Regions from separate parts of the Anas platyrhynchos genome. Here region 1 is linked to region 2. The links are chromatin contacts, called in public Hi-C maps. All regions are on one chromosome and are shown on one strand. The core of a region is the stretch at or near the end of the contact, and the rest is flanking DNA. Distances in the headings are between cores, read along the strand shown. Region 1 overlaps ITPKB (inositol-trisphosphate 3-kinase B). Region 2 has its middle 4.7 kb from the start of PSEN2.

Region 1 (3,437 bases), core at 246-2,745, 48 kb after region 2:
GGAGCGGTGAATCCGAAGTGGTTCCATGCAAAAAAAATGCAAACCCTGCTGTTGGCAGCTTTCTGTGTGACAGGGACAGTGCGTTTGCAAAGTGGCACAGCTTGCTTTCTGCACATCTCCACTCCTTACTCCTTGTAAGGCTGAGGAACCTTGGGCATTGCATCCCCCGAGAGGCAGGGCCCCAGCAGCCCTGCACGTAGCTGGGGCTTTGTTCGCATTATCCCTGCAGAGTCTTCTCTTCCACCTGCCAAGCAGTGCTCGCAGTGGAGGCAAAGTCACCAGAAGGTATCTAGCCCCCAGGTAAAGCACTGACAGGTACCGTGAGCTCTAATTGATCTCGGTGTTACTCAGCCTGAGATGGTGCAAGTCTCAGCACCCTTCCGTAGAGAACAGGGCTGGCTTTTCGGAGTGGAAATCTCCGGGGCAGATGTGGGGAGATTTTATCATGCATCTCGCAGGTGAGATTACCTTTGTGTAGCCTCTTTCCATTCCCAACCAACAACAGGAGCAACCCTACCCCTTGGAGATGCCTTTGGGTTTGGGTTGGTTTGGTTGGTGTTGTTATTTGTGTGGTTTGATCCCTGACTGCAGTGGGAGGAGGCTGTGTGTGGAGCCACGCTGCTGAGCGCCGAGGCTGCCCGTGGTGGTGCTGGGGGATTTGCACTGTGGGGCAGGAGCTGCCTGCACAGGGACAAGACGGACGTCTCCTGGAGAGACCTGCCCCCCAGGGACACCAGTGACAGAGCTGGGAGACACAAGTGGCAGCTCTGGAGCCGTGACTGGGTCATGTTTCTGCTCACGCTGTGGTTCCTTGGCTGCTGCCTGCTGCTTTCTGCCCGCACTGCGAGGCACAGGGCTGCCCCAGTGAGAACAGCCGGGGATTTCTCATTTCATACCAACACCTCGCTCTGCGCTGGGGCTCTCTGGGGGGTGTAGCAGTGGCTGCACCACTTCCCAAGCGAGATCTGAACCCCGCGCACGCTCCTACCCTTCATTTCTGGCTCCTTTCTCTGCTTCTTCATTTAGCTGCAGCACGGCGTGCCCCGCAGGATCCTGCTGCGTCTTGCTGATCTCTTGATAGCTTGCTCGAGAAAGCCGCCTCCTGCTCTGCAAGCTTCAACTCTGTGTCATGGAAAAATGTAGAAGTGGGGCCAGCTGTGCGTCACTGGCTGTCTTGGCAACCTCCGCCTGCGCTCGGCTCGGTGATAGGTGTGCGGGGCTGTCCGTCTCGCGCAGCGGTGAAACGCAGCGTTCAGCATTCCCCCGGCCCTCGCCGATGTGGCCAGGGAAAATAAGGAAATAGCAGGGCTTGCTGCTGTCCCCGCAGCCTGCTGGGTGCTAACAAAGCGGGAGCTCGGGAGCTCGGTGAGGGATTTCATCCGTCTTCAAAGCAGGAGCAGATGCAGCAGGCACTGGGCCATCATGCTCGTATCAGTACAGGAAAAACACCGAATCTCTTCAAAGCTGCCTCAGTGCTTCCTATTTGTGCATTAACAAGGTGTGTTTTGCTGTAGCACCAAATGTCAACAAGTAACGAAGACCTCGTAAGGTTGCTCTGTAGTCAAGATTAAGCAATAGGAAGCCGTGAGCCGCCTGGGTGCCTTCTGAGCCCACCAAAACCCCTCCTGAATTGGTCGCAAAATGCACCGGGTTGCCCCCACGCTTGTTCTCTGGTAGGGGAAGGAGGTGGGTGCTGGGTCTGAGCACTGGGCGGGGAATTCAAGGAACTGTGCATGGCAGCTATTGATAACGTTTGCATTCAGCACTTGTGTTTCTTGCAAAATTCATTGCTGAACGGAGGGGCCAGTGGGCTCCTGCAGGCTACAAACACTCCCCCGAGCATCTGCAGCGGGCGCTGAGCTGTCGGGTGAGGTCCCAGCCATTTAACTTCTCACTGCACCCAGCTCACCCCCACCGCATTGGGAAGGAGCCTCCTTTTTCTCTCATTTTCTACTGAAAAAAAAAAAAAACACTAAAAATACCCCGTCGGAGATCTAGTGACTAAGTCCTTCGCGTGCTGCTAAACGAGCAGCAAAACAAGATGTCTGAGGGGAGATGACTAAATTTTTCTGCCTCCTCTTCTGCTTCCCTCAGCACTAAGCATGATCTCCTGAAGCAAGAGGACTTCGCTGCTGCCTACAGCCGCAGCCTCGGAGATCGTGGGCTTGCAAAGCCCCAGTCATATGGAGAACCAGGCGCCTTCCCTACACTAATTTCTCTTCTCCCTTGCTCTTCCTTCAAGATAAAATATAATTAGAAACACCAAGACACAATGAGCTAAGCTCTGTCTTTGTTCCACCCATGTTTATAATGGGTTCATTGTATTGCTTCCGCCAGCGCCTGAGTGATTATATGGCTAGATATAACAGCCTCCTACCCTTCTTATTTTCTCTTTTTCTTTTTTTTTTGACCAGAAAATGGCTTGAGCCTCCTCTTCAAATTTAACAGGGCTGTTCTGGGAAAGGCTGTCTGGATTTTCATATAAAAACTGTGACTTCTGCTTCTCGAAAGGATGCCACGGCTCATGGGTAACTCAGCTCCTCGCTAACCCCGTGCCCAGAGGCTGGTGCTGGAGTTATGTGCACAGCCACCGTGCCGTGCCATGTGCTAAAAGGAGCAACCTGCTTTTTCAGATCTCTAGGTGATTAAAATTGCCTGGGTGACCCGTGGGTGACATGCATGGGGCACGGTGACAGCACCACCGCGCTGCTCTCTCCCAGCACCCAGGGAAGGGGATGGCACTGCTCAGGAGGTGGGCTCTCCTCACACAAGGTTCCCCCTGTGCTGAGTCCCAGCAATCCCCCCCCATGTGCCTTTGCCAGCCTCAGCCCTGCAGGGTTATTTGGGGTCCCGAGGGAGGCTCTGAGCTGAGGCTGGGGCAGGGCATTCCTGCCTGAACATCGTCGGGTGTGCTTCAGGGGGCTCCTGGGACCCTGTCCCTTCCCCTGAGGGCTTTAGGGGGTGCAGCAGCTTTGCCAGCCCTGCTCACCGACCACAGCTTCAAAGGCAGAACCCAAGCGGCAGCTCCTCGCTAGCAAGAAACCTCCCTGCCTTCTGCCGTGATGGCTTCTCCCCCTGCCACCCTGCCGGGGTGCTGGCGGGGCGACGGCAGCAGCGCGCTCACCGGGTGCTCTTGCACCCAGCACATGTGGCAGGATGTTGGCTTTGGTGCAGGTCCGTACCCAGCCCTGCACAAGCTGTGCTGCATTGCTAAAACGGGCACCTTTCTGTGACTCAGAGCTGAAGTGGCGACGGGGTGCGCACGGGGCCCTGACCCTGGAAGTCAGGCGGAGAATAACTCGCTGCTGCTGCGGGGCTCCAGCCGTCAGGACGCCTGCTGTGCCTAGCTGCATTTCTCCCTTTCTCCAGTTCCTGGAGGTGCCTAGCAGCCACACTCCGCTGCAGGACTTTCTTCTGAGCATGAATCATGGAAAATT
Region 2 (3,527 bases), core at 599-3,098:
GGTTGTTCTGAAGCACCTAAGGACTGTCCTGGTTTTGACTATAGGATAGAGTTAATTTTCCTCCTAGGAGCTGGTATGGTGCTGTGTTTTGGATTTAGGATGAGAATAATGTTGATAACACCCTGATGTTTTAATTGTTGCAGAGCAGTGCTTACACTAAGCCAAGGATTTTTCGGCTTCTCACACTGTCCTGCCAGAGAGGAGGCTCGGGGCACACAAGTTGCTGAGAGGGGACAGATCCAGGACAGCTGACCCAGACTGGCCAAAGGTACATTCCATTCCATATGGTGTCATGCTTTTATTATTATTATTATTTTCTTTCTTTTCTGTCCTAACAAACTGTCTTTATCTCAGCCCACAAGCTTTTACTTTTTTTCTGATTCTCTCCCCCATCCCACTGCACAGGGAGGGTGAGCAAACAGCTGCGTGGTGCTTAGCTGCCAGCTGGGTTAAACCACAAGAAGGACATGCTGTGGAATTGCCCTACTTTGTTCAATTTTTGTACTTACAGCTTTACAGTAGGAGGTCCTGGGGAGCTTTTGGTCATAAACTGTTACAACCATCCAAATATATGCAAGGAATTGTGACTGTTTTATTTCAGGAGGTACAAAAGCTGCAAATAGAACTACTGATAAAAATTCAAACACAGAAATGTTCCCTTGGCTTTCAAATGGAAACAGATACAACACCATCTCTAATAAATAAATAAATAACCTCTTATGCTTATCCAGAAGATATGAGTAGGGCCAGGCCTAGTGTATCTGAGGTTTTATACTAGAATAGACAGTACTTTGAAAGAGTCTTGCTTGGTCTACTCCACTCAGTAAATCTCTAGTCCCTCAAGGGAAGTTGATTATTGAATAACAAAGTAAACCTCTTCCTCACAACTTAAGGAAGTCTACTCATTTGTTAAATTATTTAGCATGCAGTCAGGGCTCATGATGGAGTGCCAGCTATGGAATGGTTTCATTTAAATTGTAAGAAGATACTGACCAGTGGGCAGCTGACACTGTTATGAGTGTTCATGCTGAACATGTCTCCCATGGTGTTACACAGACCTAAGTCTCATGGTCCATTGATTCCAGCATTTGTAGCATCATAGAAACCGTGTAGGTGGCTGCTTTCTAATGTATGTAGAAATGAGTTAAACATGAGATCGGAATCAAACAGACAAGGCCAAGGTATTGGCAGCAGAAGGGGAATTAAATCTGATGAGGTCTGCGGTCAGAAAGCAAACAGTGATACATCCAGATCAATGTAGTATCAGCAACGTCTTGCTCATTCAAACAGCTTGTCCTGTCTCCTCATATGTGTGTTTTGTACAGTTCTGCTAAATAAATAAAGTAAAATAAATCAAGTACCTTCTTAGGAGGCAAATGCATTAACCTGCAATGGAGTATTATGCCTTTAAAGCTATTGGTATCTCTTTTGCTTTCCAGATTTCAGGACAAATCCTTCAGGCAATACCAGACTCCAAGAAGTCAGCAGATCTGTTTGCATGACTAAAAATCCTTTGAGTTAGCGCTGCTCTGAAGTCGATGATAAATCAATAGTGACTTTGGCTGAAATTAGGTCACTCCTAGAGAAAAGGAAAACACGTGCCTAACATCTTTTAGGAATGCAGATGGCAGACAAAGCAAGGTGTTCCCCATAACAGTGCAGATGAACCTGTACCATTTATTTGGGCCTTCTGCTCGTGTAGCCACCATGGGGAGGATGTGGGTGAGATGTGTAAGTTATACATTAACATTGAAATAAGTGTTTCCACGTTGTATTTCAAGGAGGCAGACTGCTCCATATCCTATAACAGAAAGTCTCACTGTATACACTAGGGGGCAGAGGCCTTCTGTGCACGGACATCTCTGCAGTTGGATTAGCTGTTTGACACGAGCACAATTCCAGTCTGAACTCTGTTACACATTGTGATAATCCTTGGAGATTTTATTGTCATCAGATTCCTGCGAAATACATTAGGTGCACCTATAGCCCTCTGTGGAGAACTAATCTGTGAAATGTCTCATGTTGCAAAGCTCCTGGCACTACCAGAGCTGTTGTTCTGAGACCAGTTGTTTGTCAGATTACACCATGCTATTCACACGCTTGGTTTTAGCTCTGCTAGTTTCTGCTGCTGCTGTTGTATTGTGGCTAGTGTGCCCATTGCTGGAGCTACAACTGTAGCAGCAAAAGCAAGAAATCAGAGAATGCAGCAAAAATATATTTGTCGTTCCCCTGTAGGGTAAGGGGGAAACGTCCTATTTTGTTTTTTGTTAAAAAACAAAACCCACAAGGCTTTATTTCCCTCTGTTTCTTAAATTTACTCCTGTCTTCATGTTAAGCAGCAGCTTTCCAAGGGATCCGCTGTCATACTTCTGTAAGTTTCTTTACATGGAAGCACTTGGAATAGTTTATTTTAATAACTTTTAAAGTAAATTAATTAAGTTTGTTTTTAAACCCTTCCCCTTCAGCAGGAGTGGCCATTCCTAAAATAGCCTTCTCAGGCATGTAGTTTATTTAACTTTGCATTAATACCATTTAATCAAGCCTTGAATTAGGTTTTGAAACAACTCAGTTAAACTGGTTCAAGCCAGTTTGATTTTCAGTTGTGCAGTAGCTGAAGAGTTTATTTCATTTTAAGATAAATAAGAGAGTTCACATGGGTTTCCTACTGATCAGACAAAGGAGTTCTAAGTCAAATTTACGGTTAAACCACCGCAGCTTTTCGAAACCTTAGGGTTTTTATTTTTCTTCTTGTACAATGAAACCATAAGTTGAAAAAAAAAGAGAGAGAGAAAAAAAAAAAGCTTTTTGTATTGAGGAGGTTCAAGCTTAGGTCTCAAATTAAGGAAATGCTAATAACTAGCACCTCCTCATCTTCTTTATAACTTCCCCCCCTCATCACCATGTGACAACCAAAAATTGCTTCAAGAAGAACTTCGGAAGATTTTTATTTTTAAATTCTGCAAGGTCTTACACTTTGCTAATGAATCATACTCCTTATCTGTAATTTTTCACAAATGCAGTTGCGCTTGCCATTTTCCATTGCATTGCTGTATCTCACCCAGATCACCTTGGTGTTCCTCCCATGCTGTCCCAGCGGTATCACTGTACATCTCACAGCTGTTTTCATCTAACAGCAGCATGTGTTTCCAGAGCAGGAAAACTTTGCAGACATTTTGGGTGACACCCTTGGTCAAAAACAGTCTTCGTGAAACACTTGTGCTGCAATTCTCACAGACAGGCCAGAGCTGGCTGTTGCAGGTGCATAAGCTCTATCGATTTAAGCCTGTCCGTGTTTGTCCCCCAAAGTCCTGTTTGAGCCTGGAGATCATTTTGGCCAGGGGTAGGTTGAAGCACAGCTGCTATTTAACAGCTCACACAGTGAGAGACAATGGTCAGAGAAAGAAATAAAAGAGAACGGCATGCAAATCTGACACTGCCAAAGTTAGCCTGGCAGAAAGTCATCACCCAACAGAGGAAAGGACATTGCAAATAGATAAAAGCCACAAACATTATTTTGAATACAAGAT

Evidence for each region. A called contact is a pair of places that touch in the nucleus more often than the background predicts.
Region 1: a contact with region 2 is called in a Hi-C map of subcutaneous adipose tissue, with 1.9 times the contacts expected there. The contact joins two enhancer-like sites. A contact is called at or near these places in 3 of 8 Hi-C or Micro-C datasets (F1 follicle, skeletal muscle and subcutaneous adipose tissue).

Annotation. Positions count from the first base shown.
Region 1 is chr3:19,993,821-19,997,257 of IASCAAS_PekinDuck_T2T, forward strand. All of the region lies in intron 2 of ITPKB (inositol-trisphosphate 3-kinase B), which reads left to right. Among named protein-coding and RNA genes, the nearest start is that of ITPKB, 33 kb to the left of the region's middle. Within about 2 kb of position 1,496, at least 5 of the 8 cell types and tissues checked have an H3K27ac peak or open chromatin away from gene starts, as enhancers often do. A contact at or near this core is called in subcutaneous adipose tissue, where this site is marked.
Region 2 is chr3:19,945,788-19,949,314 of IASCAAS_PekinDuck_T2T, forward strand. No RefSeq gene overlaps it. Among named protein-coding and RNA genes, the nearest start is that of PSEN2, 4.7 kb to the left of the region's middle. Within about 2 kb of position 1,849, at least 2 of the 8 cell types and tissues checked have an H3K27ac peak or open chromatin away from gene starts, as enhancers often do. A contact at or near this core is called in subcutaneous adipose tissue, where this site is marked.